Regions from separate parts of the Macaca mulatta genome. Here region 1 is linked to region 2. A link is a contact called in public Hi-C data. All regions are on one chromosome and are shown on one strand. Each heading gives the region's core, a stretch centred on a gene start, on an enhancer-like site or on the middle of the called end of the contact. The rest is flanking DNA. Distances are from core to core; before and after follow the strand shown.

Region 1 (4,900 bases), core at 261-2,760, 280 kb after region 2:
GAAATGTTCTATATATTGATCTGTGTAAAGTACAAACATGGGTAAATATCCATTACGCTGCACATAAGATTCGTGCAGCTTACTGTAAGTTATAACTCCATTTAAAAATAAAGAAAAATTAATAGTACATAGAATTGCTTATTGTAATCATTATGCTAATAATAATTTTTATTAGCACAATCGGCAAATGATTTAGACTCAGGACCCATAAACTCATACATGTTTTCGATCCCACTGATTAAGATGAAAGCGGGCATTTAGGTCCCCATGGCTGAGAACTCATCTTCCTACTAGACTGAGTTGACTCCTCAGATGCCTCCAACGTCACTGTTACTAGGAGAGCCACACACCCTGGGACCATTTGGAAAGACCTTCCTTGGAGAGAGAAAGACTGCTCCCATTCCCAGGTCTCACATTTATGGCATCTGTCTGATGCTTTGTTATTTTATTTCCTGCTTCATTGGTAGCTATCATGATTATGGTATAACTCAACACTTAACTTTGATAACCAAGTAGTTAATTAATAGCACAAAACCCAAATCCAAGTTAACAGGAAGCGGGTGGTCTAGCTGGAAACCTCAAGGAAATTGTTGCCTCTGTAGAGCCATCAGAAAACTATGACAGCCAACAGGGGAGGCTGAAGGAGAACCAAAACTCCAGCCCTGGGACTCTGAAATGCCTTTATTTATGTTTTTCTTCTTCATTTGAGTCCTCCCAGGAGGGGAGGAAAACACAGAACCCAGCTTTCCTGCTTCAACAGCGTGGGTGTGAGCCCAACACACATAACCCTTGAAGGCAAACTAAAACCCACTTATTTTCATTGAAAGGGAGGAACTAGGGCCAGAGGGACTCAGGCACTATTAGTTAAATAATGGTGCTTAAAAATGCATTGAATTTAGCTGCCTCCCCACCCCTAAAAAAATCTGGAATTTTCCTATTGAGTATACTTTTTTCTCTTGCCCATGAATATTAATGCTTTTCTCAGAGAGCTCTACTTGAAAAAAAAAAAAAAAAAAAACAAGAATAAATTAAATACCTACAGATTTTTCTAATTCCTCTTTTTGGTGACATGCCGTCATTACATCAAATTACTGAGATGGGCCCGCTCTTTTTTTTTTCTTTTTGGGTGAAAATTATGGAATATAAAGTATATGTAAATGGTGCAAAGGAGGAAAAAAAACTGTGAAGGAAGAATAGGGGAAGGAAAGGCATTAGGTATTCCGCCGGCGTAGTAGTCAGCCAATTAATCAAGCAGTGGCGAGAAAAAGATGCAGAAAGGATGAGTTCGCCCTTCATGTTGATGGGGCCGGCGCAGGGCAAACGCTACGGCACCTGAGCTCACGGTTAGGCATGCAGAAAGGGATCATGGGAATATCTTCCCGTCTTTGTCTTTCTCGTGAAGGATGGAAAATGTCAAGCTGTTGTTTGGCTGGATTGAGGGGGATGGGGGTGGGGGAGAGTCGAGGAGGATTCACAGTCTGGTGAGGCAAGGTTTTAACTCTTTGAGGACATCTCTACCTCCCCTCCCTCCCCAGCCCCAGCTCCACCTTCTCCTTCTCCCAGCCCCCAAGCACATCTGTAGGGAACTCTGCCTGCAAACGGCAAGTGGGAAGGCGCTGATTGATGGTGACATGCAGGCTGGGGCAGCCTGTGTGTGTGTGTGTGTGTGTGTGTGTGTGTGTGTGTGTGTATGTGTGTGTGTGTGAATGCGCACGTGCGTGCATGTGTATGTGTGTGCATGTGCATGCATGTGTGTATGTGTGTGTTTGTGTGTGTATTTGTGCACACACATGTCGGGGGCGGTCAAGAGGTATTTTTCCTCTCCCTCATAAGTGTTCTTTGTTCATTCTGGAAATGAGCGTCCATGACCCCTTCTCTCTCTAGCCCTGTCACGTCCCCTTGGAAGTGAGCAGTGCCTTGAAATCAAAGAGTGGCTGCAAATACGATGGTTGTAGTAATGAGGCTTTGAGGACACAACCAGGGCTCCCTCTGCATGGCCCTCAGTATGCTAAGCCCACTCAGGAGGGTGGCCTGACAGGTGTCCCCTGGAACCATCAGAATTCCAGGATGACTGTAAGGACTGGCCACTCCTAGGACTGGTGCTCAAAAGAGAATTACAGTGCAGGGCTTATCACTCACACTAATAATGATGATCACATAGTAATGTAATAATTAGCCAACTTCACCAGCAATGCCTTGTCCTGATGCCTTTAAATTTCCACATCATTTCACTATTTTTAAACTCTGGAAAAACCACGGTCCCAAGGAAAGATGTATCATTAATTCACTCATGGAGAACATGGGTATTTGATTCTCCCCATTTGCCCTTGGAATGGACTTGGTGAGCACTAAGTGGTCTATTTCGTGGGCACTGAGTGGTCTACTTTGGCAGATGAGGATGCTGAGATCAAAGGACTTCCTTTCGGCCAGTGGGTGGACTTACAAGGAGCTCAAAGCATGTCTCCAGTTCTTATGCCAAGGCTTTCTGTCCTTTGGCCAGAGAGGAATGAGCAAAATGAACCACATCCTGTTCCACCACCCTCTCCCAGGACCAGTCTATGACCATTGCCAGCACATCATGTGAGCCCACTGTGAGACCCAGGTGCTGGATCCAATCCATACACAAAGCATGGTCCAGGGACCAGCAGCATCCTCCTACATAAGAGCTTGCTAAAAATGCAGCGTCTCTGGCCTCGGCCCTACTGAATCAGAGCCTACCTTTTAACAACATTCCTGGGTGATTCGTGTGCACATTGAAGTTTGAGAAACACTGTTTTAAGGCAGACTTATGCCCTATATTTACTGTGTGAATTCCGGGTGAGTCTGATGATCAAAGGCAGCTTCTACTCCACGAAATATGGTACCAGGTAACATCTGCTGGGACTAAGTGTGGGAGTTGTTCGACTGCTCTTCGCCCATCCTGACACACCCTATGAGATGGGCACTGTAGATGTGCCCATATTACAGATGAGGACGCAGACACATGAAGAGGTGAGGGGACTTGCCCGAGGTGGGACAGCCAACAAGCAGCACAGCCAGAATTGGAACCCAAGCACCTGAGTCCCCTTTCGGGCTGGTGATCCTTAAGCTTGAGGATGCATCAGAATCGCCTGAAAGACTTGTGGAAATGTAGATTTCTGGACACCAACCTAAAGTTTCTGATTCAGAGGTGGACCCCAAAATGTGCCTTTCTAACAAGTTCTCAGGCAGCAATGCTGAGGCTGCAAATAATGGGGCCCACGCTTCGAGAACAGCTGCTCACTGGAGGTTCATCACCTGTGTCAAGAAACTAGCTGGTTGTGTGATCAACTCCAACCAGATATGATTGAGATTCGAGTCAGTGCCCCTGCCCTAAAAAGAAAAAGAAAAAAGGTGTATGTATGTGGGTGTGGGCGTGGTGTATGCATAGGGAATCGCAAATAACTAAAACACAAAGAGGGCATGGTGGTCCACAGAAGGGAAAATTACCTTTTGATGATCCCCAGCTTGGTGACATGAGCTGTCCCCATGCTCCTCATTGCCATGGTGAATTAAGAGTACATTGCAGCATCATTGCTGTAATAATCCTTTCCATTATTTAACCTGGACAATGCATGGTGTTATAATGGGTTTCCTGCCTCTGGTCATTAAACCAACACTTACAAGGCCCAGCTTGTCCTGGCTGCGTTCGGTGCAGGACATTGGAGACCAGGAAGATAAGACACAGGCTCTGTCCTTCAACAACTCCCAGGTGGCTGGCTACACCCCTCCATTTGGGGCGGGTGGGTGGAAGGGGAGGTGTGCATAATTATGGAAGAAAAAAGGGGGGTCCTGAAAAGCATTCACAGCTGAAGTGACCTGGTAATATTTGAATGTTACTTTCTTGTTGTTGTATGCTGCTTGGAAAAAGTTTATCTGTAAGTGGACTAAAAATACAAACAATTTTAAAATACAAAATTGAAAGCATAACTTCCAAAGTTCTTCCCCCCAAGGGGAATAACTTAACATTTTTGGGGAGTGGGCAAATATCGTTTTAGATATCTCCTTCTATTTTCCTCTCTTCCTCCCTATCTCTCTCCTCTCTCCTTCCCTTCTTTCCTTTCCCCTCCCCTCCCTTCTCTTCCCTCAATCTCTCTCTCTCACCCTTCCCATCTCTCTCTGCTTGTTTCTCTTCCTCTCTTTCTTTATCCCTCTTATTCCCTCCCCTCTCTTACTCTCCCCTCTTCTGTCTTTCTCTTCCCCTCTTTGTCTTCCTCCCTTCCTTTCTCCCTCCTATCCTCTCTTCTCTGTCTTCCTCCCTCTCTCCCTCCCATTCTGTCTCCCCAACCTCTCTTTCTGCTTCTCTTCATCACCTACAGGTATATGACCAGATGCACCTCTGCGTATTTGAGAGCAGTGGTGGAAAAAGACTAAGAGTCCATCAGGCAGCCAAGAGTCAGAAGGGTGTGGGGGAAAATGGATGCTATATGGTAAGGAATGTAAAGTGACCTGTGGAATGACAGCCCTAAAGAACTAACCCAAGAGTCTGAAGAATGAGGGGATGCCCAGCAGGTGAGTCAGCAGGGCCTGGATCACGGTGTGCAGTTTGCACGTTACCCTAAAAGGAATGGGAAGCCAGGGAAGGTTCTAAGCAGGGGAAAGGCTTGGTCTTTTTGCCTTTTAGGGAAACCTCTCTGGTAGCTAGTGTTGGGTCAGACTGAAAGGAGAGAAGCCAGAAGCCGTGAGGCTGGCCGCATCAGATTCATCACAGCTAAGAAATCTTAAAAGAAAGACGACAGGATGCCAAGGAGGAGGTGTGTTTGGGTGTCGGGCATTTTCCAATTAAGAGAAAATAGAACCCTGAAAGATATTTTCCTTCTGCAAACTCCAAGGAGAGAAAGAAAGAGAGAAAAAAAAGAAAGGAAGGAAGGAAGGAAGGAAG
Region 2 (5,249 bases), core at 2,402-4,901:
CTGAGCCTCAGTTTTCCCATCAGCAAAATGGGACTATTCGTGCCTCCTGGCAGGGTGCTGGTGAGTCCTGAATCAAATGTGCATAGTGCCTCTCACTCCTGACTCCTCACTTCCATCCCCTTTTCCGACTTTTACCTACAGGCATTGAAGCCTTTCTTTGGGATAGCCTGTGCCAGTTTAGCTTCCCGACTAGCTTTCCTGCTAAAGATAAAGCCGGCCTCGCATCTGCAAGCTGCAGTGTGGTCTCTGAAACGGGTGTTATTGAAAATTGAATGTGTGGTCCTGGTTCCCAGCATAATGCTAGGCACATAGTGGGAAACCCAATGAATGAATGGATGGATGAGTGGATGGATGGGTGGATGGATGGATGGATGGATGGATGGATGGATGGATGAGTGAATGAAAGTTCCTGGGCAGGCTGAGTGTGCAATGCTTGCTGTGTGAATGAATGAATGGATGGATGAGTGGATGGATGGGTGGATGGATGGGTGGGTGGGTGGATTGGTGGGTGGATGGGTGGGTGGGTGGGTGGATGGATGGATGGATGGATGGGTGGATGGATGGATGGATGGATGAGTGAATGAAAGTTCCTGGGCAGGCTGAGTGTGCAATGCTTGCTGTATGAATGAATGAATGAGAACTCTGCTATCTGCAAGCCAGCGTTTCCTCTCGTTTTCTGCAGGCCCCAGCCCTGCTTTCTCTACTATGGCATTCTGAAGTTCCAGAACACAGGAGCCAACAAGAAACTGGGAATAAAGGGGTTTGATCTGCACAGCACAAACACCTCTTGCAAAAAGAGGAATGTGAAAAAGTGCCGATTCCTTCTATGGGAGAAAAGAAGGCGTCGAGACATGTTAAACGGTTAGGAAGAAGGTGGCTGCTTGTTTCCCTTCTTCCTTGTGCAGGCTGAAGGCGGGGTGAGGGGAGAGGTTCATTATTTTTCGGCGCTCTGAAGGCAGGTGAACAGGGAAAAGCAAGCTGCAGCCTGCCATCGCGTTCAGCGCCTTTGAAACACATAGAGCTCTCAAGGCAAGCGAAGGGTTTGATGCCATTTAAAAAAGACAGACTCCCACACCTCTCAGATCCATATGTTTCCATTCAAGATCTCGTTTCCCTCCGAGGCTGGTGCTACCGCGGGCTTTGCAGTCGGGCCCGGCTGTTCTGCTGACGCTCTGAGGACCCGTGGCTCACGGAGGAGGCAGACGGGCTGAGCAACTGCACAGTGGGTTCGAGGTGCCAACGGCAGGCTCTGGGCCGAGCTGCAGCGGCAAAGTGGTGCCCGGCACCGTGTGGTGCCTGCGCCTGTGTGTGATCAGGTGGTTGCTGTCTGGGGGAAGGTAAGAAGGTGAAAAATAAAAGCAAGCAAATCAATAAAATAGTGTATGTATATAGACCAGAGCGCAGGGCTATGACTGTGTGTCCTTTCTCTCTGTAACAGGACCAGAGTGCTGAGTGGTTTTGTTTGCTTTCCCAAAGTGACTTTCTTGTGTTATAAACAGGTGTGTCTTTGACAAAGAAGGTTTTGTGGTCAACTGAGTTTGGGAAATACTAGGTTCATCTAACGTCTCTTCTTCCCTCTGTCCCTCCCTTCCTCCCTCCTTTCCTCTCACCCATCCCCTGTCCATTTATCTATCCATTCATCCTTCCATCTTGTTTTTTTCATTTCCTTTATTCCCTTTTTCTTTCTCCCTCTTTTCCTTTCTTCCTTTCCCCTTCCTTTCCTCTATTCCTTTCTTTCCCACTTTTCTCCTTCCTCCTTCCCTCTCTCCTATCCATCCAACCATTATCCATCCATCCATCCATCCATCCACCCACCCACCCATCCATGGTAAGGCAATTGAGATCCTGCCTTTGCAGACTTCAGAGTGAGTGGACAGAGACAGTAAATAAGAAAAAAGTAAAGACATTAGCGTTTCAATTGGTAAGTGCTATGAAGGAAACAAGAGTAACAAAAAGAGAGTGATTGGGTAAAGGGTGATGAGTACAGATAGAGGGAAGAACTGGCAGGGTGGGGTCAGGTTTTAGGCAGAGGAAACAGCAAGTGCAAGAACCCTGAGATGAGAATGAGATGGATTTGTTCAAAAAATAGAAGGTGTCCAGGGCAGCCACGGAGGCAGGGGCACGTGGGATAACCAGAGCTATGTGGGACACTATGGAAAGCTACTAGATATTTTAAGCCAAGGAATAGCGTGGTCTGATCCAGCCTTTATAGCTACCCCAGCAGGACTCCAGTGCCCGGTATTGAGTCAAAGCTAAACCATAATCATGGTAATAAATTGGACTGCTTCTATCTGCCAGGGCCAAGCTAAGCCACAGGCAGACCTAGCTTTCATCACCAGAGTCAGATTTTCTCCTCCAGACATGGCTTGAGGTCTCCTTATTCAACCCTGGTCAGCAATGGTGGGAGTTTTTCATTTCCTTTATTCTCTTTTTCTTTCTCCCTTTTTTCCTTTGTTGCTTTCTCCTTCCTTTCCTCTCTTCCTTTCTTTCCCACTTTTCTCCTCCCTCTTTCGCTCTTTCCTATCCATCCAACCATCATCCATCCATCCATCCATCCCTCCATCCATCCATCCATCCATCCATCCATCCATCCATCCATCCACCCACCCATCCATGGTAAGGCAGTTGAGATCCTGCCTTTGCAGACTTCAGAGTGAGTGGACAGAGACAGTCAATAAGAAAAAAGTAAAGACATTAGTGTTTCAATTGGTAAGTGCTATGAAGGAAACAAGAGTGACAAAAAGAGAGTTTTTCCGACTCGTCTGGAAGCAAACTCATATTCACCAGCATGGTGTTCAATGACCAAATTGGAAACAAGTAAAATAAAAAGGCAAGTTATTTATCGTCCTTGCAAAGGTACATGAATGAAAGAATAAGTCCAACTGGTAGATGGATGCTTAGGGTGTCCTGCAGTCTTTGCGTGGGAGACCCATGATTTACTTCTGGGGCCACAGTGAAAACCCCACAGAAACATGTTCCCAAGCAACGTTAGGGAGAAACACAGGAAAAGGACTTTGAAGCAATTCTTCCTCTGCCTACATTCAAACCCACTGAAAACCTGGTCATGCTGGAAATCACGATGACTGAAACTATTATTGCCACAGTAATAAAAAAAAACCAACATGTATTGAGCTGCCTACTATGTGGCAGACCCTGGGCCAAGAGTTTCACTCTAGTAATCCTATTATGTTGCTTCTTTTATTTTCCTGAATTCAAACCTGAGAAACTGAGGCTCAGCAAGGTGTGAAAACCTGTTACAGAACGCACAGATCTCGATAGCCAACTCTGAATTCAAACCCAGCTTGTCCAGATTCCAAGCTCATCTCCCTCTTCCTGACAAGACCCCATTTTTTGACACCTTCAAAGATTTGGACTTGTCTCTATAAATATATGTACAGTTGTTGAGAACATCTGGCAGCCCATCATAAAACAAAATCTCTCTTGTTGAAGTTGTTGCTGTTACTGTTGTTGTAAATATCGGTTACTGACCCACTAGATTCTGCAGGATCTGGTGTGATTTTAGCTGTGTTCGCTCTCTGCTTGTCACCCGGGAAGTTTACGCGAGATTTGATCAGAATTTCACAAAACCAGGCTGAGCCTGTGTGGAGCTGTCAGATGAAATAATTTGTCAGTGATGATTGTGTGAATTCGTAAATATTTATGAATTCACAAGTTATAAATGTGCAGCTTTCGGGAGGGTGGAATTTGATGCTCACCAAGTCACAGATTACAATGAATATTTACAGAAACCCCAATCTGCTAATATTAGTTCTTTGTGCTTATGAAAAAGCTTTCCTTGGGATTGTAACCCTTTCGGGCTAAAAGTATCTGCAGGAAAAGAAGTATAGCTAAAGGAATAAGTTCCCCCAATAAAAAAAATAATGCGTTCATGATCCATTACATTTGTATAACGTTTATGATTCTCACAGTATTCACATATGCGTTATGCCTCTTGCCAGTCATTCTAAAGCTGTTTGTTGAATCGGTTTTGAACTGAATTGGATTGAAAAAGCTCAAGACAGCAGGTGGTCAAAAAGACCATTTTTTTTTTTACTTCTTGTTGAGTGACCTGCCTGTTCAGAGACCTTGTGCAAGTCTCAGCATCCCTCAAAATCTATTTCTACAAAAGACAGCGTTTCCCAAAGTTACCCTTGGACATACTACCCTCGTAACACTTCCCGTTAGACACAGTTGCCAGGAAGGCACAGAGCCTGAGGCCTGCTCTCTCTTTGTTAAAAAATATTAGTAAGCATTGGAAAAGTGTCAAAGGCAGACTAACACCAAGTTGAGACTTTCTTCTTGATGAAATCAGAAGAAAATGAAAGAGAAGTCTAAAGGGAATGAGTTCCTCTTCACAAGAGGCTAAGTGGCATAGTGAGGTCATTAGAAGCAGAGACCCTGGGCCCAGCTTGCAGCTCACTAGCTTTGTGTGCTGGACCAAGGATTTAACTCTGTATGTCTCAGTTAATACATCCGTGAAATGGGGATACTAATAGTACCTATTTTAAAGGGTCACTCTGATCAGGATGACATGAGCTAAGTGTAGAAAGCACCGAGAGCTGGCAGATGACAAATGTTCTGTGTTTGTTAAATACAGAATAAGGGACGAAATGCACCTGAAGTTTCAAGCCATTATGAGGATTCAAGGAGAACCAGTGAGGTATGAGCCCTGGGTGCCTAATCTCGCTCACTCAATGGGTGGCCCTAGCCAGTCTTTTAGCTCATCTGTAGGTTCAGAGGGAAGGGAGGTGCTAGATGGCCTCAGAGAGCCCTTGTCTCATAGGGTCCACTCAGCAGCCTGGGGCCAGGCACTGGAGGTGACGCTCATCTGTTCATAGTCCACAGCAGGACTATTTTTAGGAAACTGCCTCGAATGGAACTCACACTGGGACACCAGCTTGCAGCCTCCTCACTCCTGATTTTCTAACACCCCCATCCCATCTGTCAACCCCAGTCCAATCTTCTGCCCTCAGCAGGGCCACAATTGGACACTAAAGGCTCTCCCATGCCCCGTAATGAAACCATCCTCCAAGAGAGCTGCAGTTTTGTAAAGGGAGACACCCACTGTCGGAGGTATTTTCCAACCTGGAATTTTCCTACATTGCAGATTGGTGTGGTTCTGCTTCTTCTGAACAGCTGCAGGACCTCAGTTTTCCCATCCGCAAAATGGGAGCAAAAGATTATTATCTACATCTAACATTGTTATCCTATATCTAAAACTGAGGCTGGTCTGTCTTCCACAGGCACTA

Evidence for each region. A called contact is a pair of places that touch in the nucleus more often than the background predicts.
Region 1: a Hi-C map of fetal cortical plate shows a contact between it and region 2, with 2.2 times the contacts expected there. The contact joins two enhancer-like sites. A contact is called at or near these places in 2 of 14 Hi-C or Micro-C datasets (fetal cortex germinal zone and fetal cortical plate).

Annotation. Positions count from the first base shown.
Region 1 is chr10:24,546,206-24,551,105 of T2T-MMU8v2.0, forward strand. No RefSeq gene overlaps it. Among named protein-coding and RNA genes, the nearest start is that of CRYBA4, 390 kb to the right of the region's middle. Within about 2 kb of position 1,511, at least 7 of the 40 cell types and tissues checked have an H3K27ac peak or open chromatin away from gene starts, as enhancers often do. A contact at or near this core is called in fetal cortical plate, where this site is marked.
Region 2 is chr10:24,266,895-24,272,143 of T2T-MMU8v2.0, forward strand. No RefSeq gene overlaps it. Among named protein-coding and RNA genes, the nearest start is that of MN1, 500 kb to the left of the region's middle. Within about 2 kb of position 3,652, at least 3 of the 40 cell types and tissues checked have an H3K27ac peak or open chromatin away from gene starts, as enhancers often do. A contact at or near this core is called in fetal cortical plate, where this site is marked.